Linked DNA regions of Mus musculus: region 2 is linked to region 1. The links are chromatin contacts, called in public HiChIP or PLAC-seq maps. All regions are on one chromosome and are shown on one strand. Each heading gives the region's core, a stretch centred on a gene start, on an enhancer-like site or on the middle of the called end of the contact. The rest is flanking DNA. Distances are from core to core; before and after follow the strand shown. Region 1 overlaps Ldb3 (LIM domain binding 3). Region 2 overlaps Bmpr1a (bone morphogenetic protein receptor, type 1A).

The links. HiChIP or PLAC-seq counts read pairs in DNA pulled down with a chosen protein or histone mark.
Region 2: an H3K4me3 HiChIP or PLAC-seq map of stem cell-derived neural progenitor cells shows a contact between it and region 1, with 2.3 times the contacts expected there. The contact joins two enhancer-like sites. A contact is called at or near these places in 9 of 484 Hi-C or Micro-C datasets (CD8 T cells, the G1E-ER4 cell line, LSK cells and 6 more), 22 of 115 datasets of contacts at active chromatin or transcription factors (cardiomyocytes, craniofacial prominence, embryonic fibroblasts and 12 more) and 2 of 9 other capture datasets (adipose tissue and liver).

What each region holds. Positions count from the first base shown.
Region 1 is chr14:34,546,942-34,551,641 of GRCm38.p6, reverse strand. All of the region lies in intron 10 of Ldb3 (LIM domain binding 3), which reads left to right. Among named protein-coding and RNA genes, the nearest start is that of 9230112D13Rik, 26 kb to the right of the region's middle. Within about 2 kb of position 2,086, at least 292 of the 459 cell types and tissues checked have an H3K27ac peak or open chromatin away from gene starts, as enhancers often do. A contact at or near this core is called in adipose tissue, forebrain and stem cell-derived neural progenitor cells, where this site is marked.
Region 2 is chr14:34,481,287-34,486,621 of GRCm38.p6, reverse strand. All of the region lies in intron 1 of Bmpr1a (bone morphogenetic protein receptor, type 1A), which reads left to right. Among named protein-coding and RNA genes, the nearest start is that of Bmpr1a, 19 kb to the left of the region's middle. Within about 2 kb of position 2,926, at least 28 of the 459 cell types and tissues checked have an H3K27ac peak or open chromatin away from gene starts, as enhancers often do. A contact at or near this core is called in adipose tissue, forebrain and stem cell-derived neural progenitor cells, where this site is marked.

The sequences.
Region 1 (4,700 bases), core at 837-3,336:
TTTCATCCTGGGATGGGAGGTAGCTTTTTGTTTCCTAAGTTTCTAGGCAAGGTTGGATTTCTTCCTCAGAGCCCAAGGTAGTTCTTGGGCTTCCTGCCAGCCATTGTGCCAAGAATCTCAGGGCTCTCTAGCAGGTCTTTTCCCAGTTAGAGGAAGGTCCTATGTACTACGGCTATGCCCATAGGAAGGCCCTTGACAGCCAAGCCCCGAGTCTACTCACAGTCTTTCTTCCTGTTGCGTTCTGACCCTGAACTTTAGGAGGGCAGGGCTGTGGCAGACTTTCTCCTTTGTATGTGCCTGACTTGAACTTGCCATGAGGATACATTCAACCAATAAAGAAATGGGATAGATAGATGGAGGTGTTAACCTGGTGGTAGAGTGTATGCCTAGTATGGGTGAGGCCTCTGGGCTCAATCCCTAGCATCACACACACACACACACACACACACACCCGAGGCAGGAGGGTAATCATAGAGTAACAGGAAGAGGTCATGAGCTTACACTCTATACTCCGGCAGCTGTGCACACACAGGGAGTGAGCCTTAAGTATTCCTTTAATTATCCCTTGATAGCCATTCCATAGGTTGATAAAATAGGATTTTAGGTATGTATATACTTTCCAAGTAAACATTATACTTCTGGGGCTGGAGAGATGGCTCAGTGGGTAAGAGCACTGACTGCTCTTCCAGAGGTCCTTAGTTCAATTGCCAGTAACCACATGGTGGCTCACAACCATCTGTAATGGGATCTGATGCCCTCTTCTGGTGTGTCTGAGGACAGCAACAGTGTATTCATATGCATAAAATAAATAAATCTTTAAAAAAATACACGTCCAGCATGCATATATATGTATATATATATATATATATATATATATATATATTCATCTTGAATTTATAAAAAGCAATGATGATTTTTCATTTACTATTACAATACAAATGTTTTTCTTCACTCAAAACTACTATGGACTATATGGTCTCTCTATATAGTTTGTTTTGCTTTTGAGATGAGATCTCTATGTGGTCCTGACTGTCCGGGAACGCCATATGTAGATCAGGCTCTGTCTCCCCAATGCTGGGATTAAAGGCATGTGCCACTATGCTCTGCTTTACACATAAAATCTTAATAGACTTTGTGTGTGTGTGTTTGTTGGCAGGGTAGCTCAGGTAGACCAGGCTGATTGTTGATCCTCCTTCCTGGACCTCCCAAGTCCTGGGATTATACGCATGTGCCACCACACCCAGTTTTTAATAGACTTTTTAAAGATCAGTTTTCAGTTCATAGCAAAATCGAATGAAAGGTGTCATTTCCCAAATACCCTATGACCTCACCCCATGAACACACACACACACACACACACTTTTCCAATGCACAAACCATTTGTGGTAAAACGAGGAAGGGAATAAGTTACAGGCCTGCTTAGGGAAAAGAGACGGGTTATTTTAAGGGAGAAGGAAGGGGGCTTGTGTCCTACAAGTGTGAACTGGCCAAGTAGACTTGGGATAAAGAATAACACAAAGTCTAGGCTCCAGAACACATCCTGATAAGGCATTGATGAGACCCAAGGAAGCTTTTCTCTTGAGGCTTTCCTGACTAGAGCGACAGAATCAGTCCCCTGCTTTATGAAGCTCACCGACAACAGAACTGAGTATGGACAGGAAACATTTTAGCATGGGTGGGACACCCAGCCTGCTGTAAGGAATAAGCAAACTACCTCATCTCTCAGACCTGAATTTTCTCATTTGAGTAAGATAGGATTTCTATAACCTCTTGTTATATCTGCAGAGATAAAATAATATCTGTAGTCTGATGCCATCTCTTGCACTTCTGGGCCGAGGAAAGGAAATTCTGAAGTCAGAGCTCCACAGGCTGAGGTGGCATTTTGGAAGGGGAGCGGTACAAATCTCCTACGTAGGAGACAGAATGATCACTCAGTGCGGCCAGGAAACACAGGAAGGCGTTTGCAGAAGCCGGTAGGAGTAGTGTCAGGTGCAGACCTTTCCCAGCAGCACCGCAGGCCCTCCCGGCACCTTTCTTGTCCTGTCCCCGCATGCCCACCAGGGGGCGGCCGGGCCCTCCAGCCGCTTCTCCCGCAGCGGCCTGGGCGGCGGAGACCGGCAGGAGCCAAGGCCTTTCCACGGTTCCCAGACTGTGCAGACGTTAACTCATCCCTGCCTGGAGCAGAGGAGAGGCCTGCCTCCACCCTTCCTTCTCTCCAGGGAGGCTGGGTTGGCAACGGGCTCCGGGGGCGGCTGGTAGGCTGCCAGGCCAGCCGGGGATACGGGCCCGCACCCCGCTCCTCTGCTGGGCTGCGGGGACTTGGGCGCCGCCGAGCACGAGCAGCCCGCTCGCGGCCAGTCCCCGGCCGCAGCTTCCGGGGGGTGGGGGACGGAGGCAGGGCGGGGTTCGAGCCGGCATCTTATCTCTGGCGCCTGGGCTGGGCATCCGTTTCCCCAGAACACCTGGGGCCAGTGGGCGGAGGACACCTTGGTCCCCGGGATGGCCACGTCGGCCTGCGGGCCGGGCGGCGACCCGGGCGCTTGCCGGCGACTTAGCCCGGGCTAAGTGACTCAGATCACCTTGTTGTTTAATTACACAGTCCCGGGGCCGCCAAGTGCGATAGGAGCCCTTTGAACGTGCCAATTAGAGATGAAATATCACCTTCTAATTCGAACCGGCTTAATTCCGTCACGTAGAAATAGCAACAGCCCGGGGCTCGGAGATGGGATATCAGGTTTCTTACGGCATTTGGAGCGTAGAGGGGCGAAGCAGGCAGGAGCTGAGAGGAGAGGGGACCGTGCTCCCCGCATGTCCTCTCCCTTCTCCTTCCCCCTCCCCAGGGATCTGCCCGGGCGAACCGCCCGGAAGAGAAAGTCCTCCTCCTGTTTGTAGCCCCAGCGGGTAGGAGGTAGGAACCTGGTCCAGGATTCCAGCCTTCCTCTCTGGGGCCTTGAGTAGGGGTTTGGAAAACGAAGGCGGTTCAGGAAAGCCTCGGATAGGAGGAAGAGAATGTCTGCCCTACCGAAGGAGCGGTTGGAGAGGGAGGCAAGGTGGGCGAGGGCGGGGTTTACTTGGAAGGAGCATGCTGGAGCCTGGTTCTGCATTCGGAGTGGTTTAGAGGAGCTGATTAGGGTGCGTTTCAGATAGGAAGCTTGCAAGCTGGCTGACCTCGAGTAGCCACTTAAGCTCTCCAGGTTGTCTGTAAAGTTGACTCGCAAGTACTCTGCCTCTTGCTATTACACAAACTCCTGTGCAACACTGTGAAAGCCAGTAGCTCTTGGCAGCCACTGTTGCAAAGAACCATCCGAGAGGCAGACACTTTTAGGAAAAAAAAAAGGCAGGTAAAATTGATTTAAATACATTTTTATTTAGCTCAGCATATGAAAATTTCTGAGTTTTTTGTGTTCTTTATTCAGGGTTTCTCAACTTGCTCTGTAGATCAGGTCTCTAGAGCTGGGATTAAAGGTGTGCACCACTGCACCTGACCTTTTAAAAAATATTTTATTTTATTGTGTGTACATTGGTGTTTTGCCTTTACGTGAGGGCGTCAGATCCCCTGGAATTGGAGTTACAGACAGTTGTAAGCTGCCACGAGGGGGTTGGGAATTGAACCTGGATCCCAGCTTGTGCTCTTAGCCACTGAGCCATCTCTCCAAAGCCATCTTTTCAGCCTCAAATGCGTGTGTGTGTGTGTGTGTGTGTGTGTGTGTGTGTGTGTGTGTGTGTACACTAGAACGCAGGTGCCTACATAGGCCAGAAGAAGGTGTGGAATCCATTGAAGCTTAAGTTTAAGGCAGTTATAAGCCATGAGACATGAGTGTTGGCAATCCAATTCCAGTCTTTTACTAGTACATGCTCTTAACCACTGGGACGTTTTTCCAGACACAGCTCAGTATATTAAAAATGGTTCAGAGCTGGACTCTATTCAGATGCATGCTAGCTATTTCAGAAGCTGAGAAATAAGGTCACTTGAGGCTAGCTGGGTAACACGTAGAGACCCGGCTCAACACACAAACAAGGGGCTGAAGAGGCAGACCCGTGGTTAAGAGCACTAGCTACTCTTCCACAGGACCCACAGCCAACTTACTCCAGTCCCAGAGAATCCAACACGCTTTTGGCTTCCCCTAGGTACTAGGCATGCATGAGGTACACAGACATACATGCAGGCAAACATCTGCACACATTAAATTTAAAAATAAATAAACAGCTTTAACATACAATCAATATAAGATAATTATTACTAAGATACTTTATATTCTTTTATTAAGTCTTCAGATTTTTAAACTGAATAGCACATCTCAATTTAGACTAACTGCCTTTCAGGTGCTTAGTACATAAGGCCATGGCTTGACGATCACACGGCTTTCATTCCTAATTCCTTTTAGAGCTAGGTGTGGAGGCACATGTCTGTAATCCCGCACTCAAGAGGCTGAGATACCAGGATCTCTGAATTGTTGAGGCCAACCTGGAATACAGAGTGAGTTCCAGACTAGCCTGGGCTATATGTCAAAAAACAAACAGCTTGGCTGGGCCTTTGATCTCAGCACTTGAGAGGCAAAGCCAAGCAGAACTCTGGGTTCCAGAATAGCATGATCAACAGAGTGAGTTCCAGGGACAGCCAGAGAAACCCTGTTTCCAAAAAAAAAAAAAAAAAGACCAGCACAGAGGATTGTGGCTTGTAAAACAAGAAGGAAACAAAG
Region 2 (5,335 bases), core at 1,677-4,176, 66 kb after region 1:
ATTGTAAGACCTGTCATGAAACAAAACAGAAATTGTTCAGGGAAAGTTCACAACTTCATTCATAACTACCAAGTGTTAGAAACAGCCTCGATATTCATTACCTAAAGAATAAATTTGATCTTTCTCTGGGCAGTAAAACAGCACCTATGAAAAATGAAATACCAACTTTATGCTACAATGAGGACTAACTTGAAAACATCCTGCAGGGGGTAGTAATGTAGTAGCTCAGTTGGCAGAGCGCTTGCTCAGCGCGCATGATCCTCTCTGCATTCCACTCTAGCCTCTCTCAAACCAACCTGGAAATGCATGGCTTCCCAGTCCTCGGGATGTGGAGGCTCAGAAGTTAAAGTCTTTATCGGTTTCAAAGCAAGTTCAGAGCCAGCCTAGACTAGCTAATCCTCATCCGAAAGAAAAACAGTGAGTACGTCCTTCACAAAAGACCACATGTTTATTTGAGTTCATTTAAAGAAATTGGAAGAAAAAAACATAGCCTTTCTGGGGTGCCAGTGGTGGGGAATCTGAGTAGGACTATGATTTTGTTTTCATGGGGTGAGAATGTTCTGGAATTAGTAGTGGTCTTTTTGTTGTATCTACTTAGAGTTATCAAAGGGGGGATTTTATAGTATCTGAATTTTGTTTCCAAAAATGAAACAAAATCTTAATCTTCAAAATGGTTAGAGAGATGGCTTAGCAGTTAAGCTTTTTTTTCTTTTAATTTTAACAAAAATGAAGAAATGTTCAAGTCATTTATTCAGCAATATATTGTTAGCTGCTAAAAATTAAAAATATTTTGGTGCTGAGGTATAGTTCAGTGGCGAATGGAAGGGTTTGATCCTTGGCAACAACAAATATTTAATGGTGAATTATGATAACATCTTCAGTGCATAACTTAGAAGAGATTTTGAAAGGGGTTTTTTTTTTTTTCTTTTTTCTTTTTTTTTTTTCCTTTTTGGTTTTTCAAGACAGGGTTTCTCTGAGTAGTAGCCTTGGCTGTCCTGGGTCTCATTTTATAAACTAAGAGAACAATCCAGGGAAGACCTGTGGCCTCACGCTCATGGCCATACAGGTAAGTGCGTGTGCACCTGCATTTGCTCATGCATACGCTCAAACCAGCAGACACCACCACGAGCACCTACGTCAGAGCTTAGATAGGGTTTGCAGTTGAATCCACAAATGAAAAAGTTGAGGCCAGTGATGGTCAGATATTTGGAGTTCTATTTAAGGTCATGTAACCTTAACCTCAGGTTTTCCATCTGTAAAAACAGTGGTAGAGCTCACTGAGCTCTCGGGAGAATTCAGCTCAGGTAAGAGAAATGTCTAGTCCAGAACCTGCCATCTGTGCTAGTCAGTGCTTATCAAGTGACTTCTGTCTGCTGCTGTGTCCGTGAGCTAGGACTTACTCCTGTCTGAAGGAATTAGTAGCATAACTACGGCAGCAGAGTAAAGTAACCAATGTCTAAGACTAGCCCCACTTTCCTTTCTTTTCTTCTTTCCCCCCTTCCTCTTCATATTCCCCTCCCTTCTCTTCCTTCCTTTCTTTTTCGTTTTGTTTTGTTTGAGATAGGGTTTCTTTGTGTAGCCCTGGCTGTACTGGAACTCAATTTGTCAACCAGGCTGGCTTCCAACTCAGAGGCAGGCCTCAAACCTATCTGCCTTCCCCTACTTCCCAAGTGCTGGGATTAAAGGTGTGAACCACCACGCCTAACCCCTCTTCTCTTTTTAGTGCTGGGGATTGAATTCACAATATTTGGATTTGAATCCTATCTTTGTTACTTTTTAGCTGTGTGACTTTGCAAAATTACGTAAATGCTGTTTTATGCTGTTTCCCCATGTGTTAATGTAATAATAGCAGTGTGGAAGCTAAGGACTAACTTACTCAGTTTGTTTTATCTATCACTCTTCCTTGGCCAATATTCTTTGAACTACATTCAGTGTTGAACGTTCTGCTCATTAATTCCATTCCCTCACTGTTATGCAAATGTTCACTATCTTTGTTTTTTGAGTTCATTCTTCTTTTTTTTTAAACATGTTTAAAAAAAATATTTATTTATTATTTATATGTAAGTACACTGTAGGTGACTTCAGACACACCAGTAGAGGGCGTCAGATGTCATTACGGATAGTTGTAAACCACCATGTGGTTGCTGGGATTTGAACTCAGGACCTTTGGAAGAACAGTCAGTGCTCTTAACCACTGAGCCATCTCTCCAGCCCCAAGTTCATTCTTCTTGATTGTCAATTCACATCTTTTTTTTTTTTTTCCCAGCCATGCTATGTGTTTTTAGGCACTTAAAAAGGTTTTTTACAAAAGAAATATCAACTCCCAGTTTGGGCCCATAGGATACCTAAGCAGAGGGTAAAGCCCCTAGGCTTTTTATCCCCTCTGCCCTCATGTTGAGTCTGCTTTACTTCAAGTCAGCCTCCGGCCTGACTGCGCAGGCATAATACTCACTAAGGATGTAGTGTCAACTCTCCTATCTCATCCTACTTTATGGAAATAAGCATAGCTAGCTATGTCATTGTCCTAAGGCTGCAGTCGCCTAGGATGCCAGTTTTTGCACTCCTTGTAGGACATTTATTCATGATGGGGGGGCTTGTGTTGGATCATCTCCTAAGAAGCAGTTTGTCCTCTTACACAATAATAATGGACTACTTTGCAGTGCCAGAGCTGAAGCAGTAGTCACTGGGACTGACTGCTAATTTGTGCCCCTCTGCTCCTTGCTCCAGTGCCTCTCCACTTTAAACCTAAGGCTCATATCCGTTCCCCAAGGAATAATCGGGATCATTGAAACGGTTTGCTTCCCTTCCCAACACATTGACTAGATGTCTGCTTTTCATCATTGCTTGCCTCTTTAATTAGTATGTTGAGTGACTGACTGAACCTCTTGTGGCTGCTTGAGCCAGTTACATTCCTTGATATATTCATATCCCCCACACCCCCCCAACACACACACACAGACAGAGAGACAGACAGGCAGAGAGTGTGAGCTCACAGTGTGGAAAGACAAAGGAATTCTGTGCTTTGCAATTTCAGGGTGTGTATTTGGTAGGAATAGGATAGCAAAGTTTCAAAAGCAGATCATTGGCCCAGAATATCACTAAGCAACAGAATGACATTCTGTTAGATGTTGAATCAACTCTTGGCCTGTGCCATGTTTGTGAACTGTATTTTTATTTTTATTTTATTTGGAGAGAGGCAACACTTCTGACTTTCTGAATAATATATTTTCTCAACTGACAGATTTTTAAAAAATATATTGCAAGACAATAGTTTAAAATACAGAACAGCCAATTAGTAGTCTGATTGGTTTGTTAGTTTTCTATGTGCATTCTGGTTTAGAGTACAAACATACTCTGACAGTTCCATAGGGGAGTCCAACATGCGCCTCATCAGTCTAGATGAAGATGTCTTCAGAGGCTGTATTATTTATTCCTTTTTGGAAGCGCTAAGAGACTGAAGTAGTTCTATACCTTTTCCAGACTTTAGAGACTGCCGCATTGCTTGCCCTGTGACCTGCTGCTTGCTTATCTTCATAGTCAGCAAGCTCAACTCTCAGACCTTTTCTTCCCATTCTGTTCCCAGAGACAGAAAGGGTATTCCTACTTTTGGGAACACAAGCTATTAGATGGGTAATCTCCCCATCTCGAATTTTGTGGTCACATTTGCTGTCTGTTTTGCCATTTTAAGTAACATGTTCACAGGTTCCAAGGATTAGAATGGCCTGTCTTTTCTTTCTTTCTTTTTTTTTTAATTTTTTTTGTTTTTCTTTTTTTATTTATTTTTATTATATATAAGTACACTGTAGCTATCTTCAGACACTCCAGAAGAGGGAGTCAGATCTCATTATGGATGGTTGTGAGCCACCATGTGGTTGCTGGGATTTGAACTTCAGACCTTCAGAAGAGCAGTCGGATGCTCTTACCCACTGAGCCATCTCACCAGCCCTGGCCTGTCTTTTCAAGGGTCATCATTAGCTACCACAATCTGGGTTGACTCGTGGCCTGATGTATGCCAGCTAACAATTGCTCTTGTTATTGGACTGGAAGCAGTTAAGCCACCGACCTCATTTCTTTGCTAAGAGAAGGTGATACTGCTTTCCAGCATGTATTGGAATAACATTTAAGACTTGGTCTAGAAACTAAAGTTCAGAGATACTCTACCACATTCTTGTGTTTGTCTTAAATACAAGTATGTGACTTGACTAGCTCACAGAGCTGCATGAAGAAGTACTTTGATGTTTGTTAGAAAACTTTATAATTTTTTTTGTCAGTTTTCAGAAAATTCTTTACATCTTTGGCTAGCAGGGTTTTCCTTAACCTTTAATACATTTTCAGATAAACTTATTTCCTTTATTATGAGAAGTGGAAAATGATGAAAAGAAAACTAAAAATACTTAAACTTGCATGATGCTTTGAGTAACTAGTCTGAAAATCCAGATGTATCTGTTTAAAAATCTTAATTATTTTCTTTTCTGACAACTTCTTAGGAGCTAATTACTGTTGTCATTGTAGAAGCAAGATCAATACTAAGGCCATTGGATAAGTAAGACTAATTGTTCTTAAAACACTAGTTGGAATTTTAATCTTACATAATGGAATCACAGTAAAATCTTAGTTTGTAATTGGCTGCCTAGGTATCCAATGTTTGGCTCTCAAATATTATTACATATTAAACAAAAGCCACTCTTTAAAAAGCGATTGGGTTTTCCCTCCTTAGCTGGTAACAATAAGTAAGTCCCTTTCCTCATTAATGGCACGAAGATGCGGATTGTTATTCTTATTTTTTTGAGAGGTTAAATTACTGGTGGGTGTTGCTGTGATGGAAAATAGAAGGAAGATCGATTAAGTTCGACATTGTTTGTTCACTGCTAGTGTGGAGCCAGCCTAGAGTGTGCACACGCTTCAGTGTCCACCCTGCCAGCCCCTACAGACCACCCTAACTCAGTATTTTCCAATGTGCTACTTACTTTTCCGCCTAAAGGCCTTTTATATAATTTAGCAGGTAAGCAAAAAGATTTTTGTTCAGGCAGAGTGTTTTAAAAAATAACACAGTCCTTGAGAAGTCAAAAATAGTTTAGCCATGCCATTAAATGTAAATTTATTTGTACTTGATATGGAATAAATTTAGAGTCATATTTTGATGAACACTTTTCTTGGCATAAAATAAAGTTGAGTGCATTGATCACTTGTGCTTTAGAACCAGCAAGAAGCATAGCAGTTCTGCTCTTGTTCAGTCTCTTGCTGTCGCAGATAAATGAAGGCTGTAAAGGGCTTTCACATAAACAATTACTAAAACTCTTTTGTACTATTCTGCGTTGTAATTTGACCTTTTGGT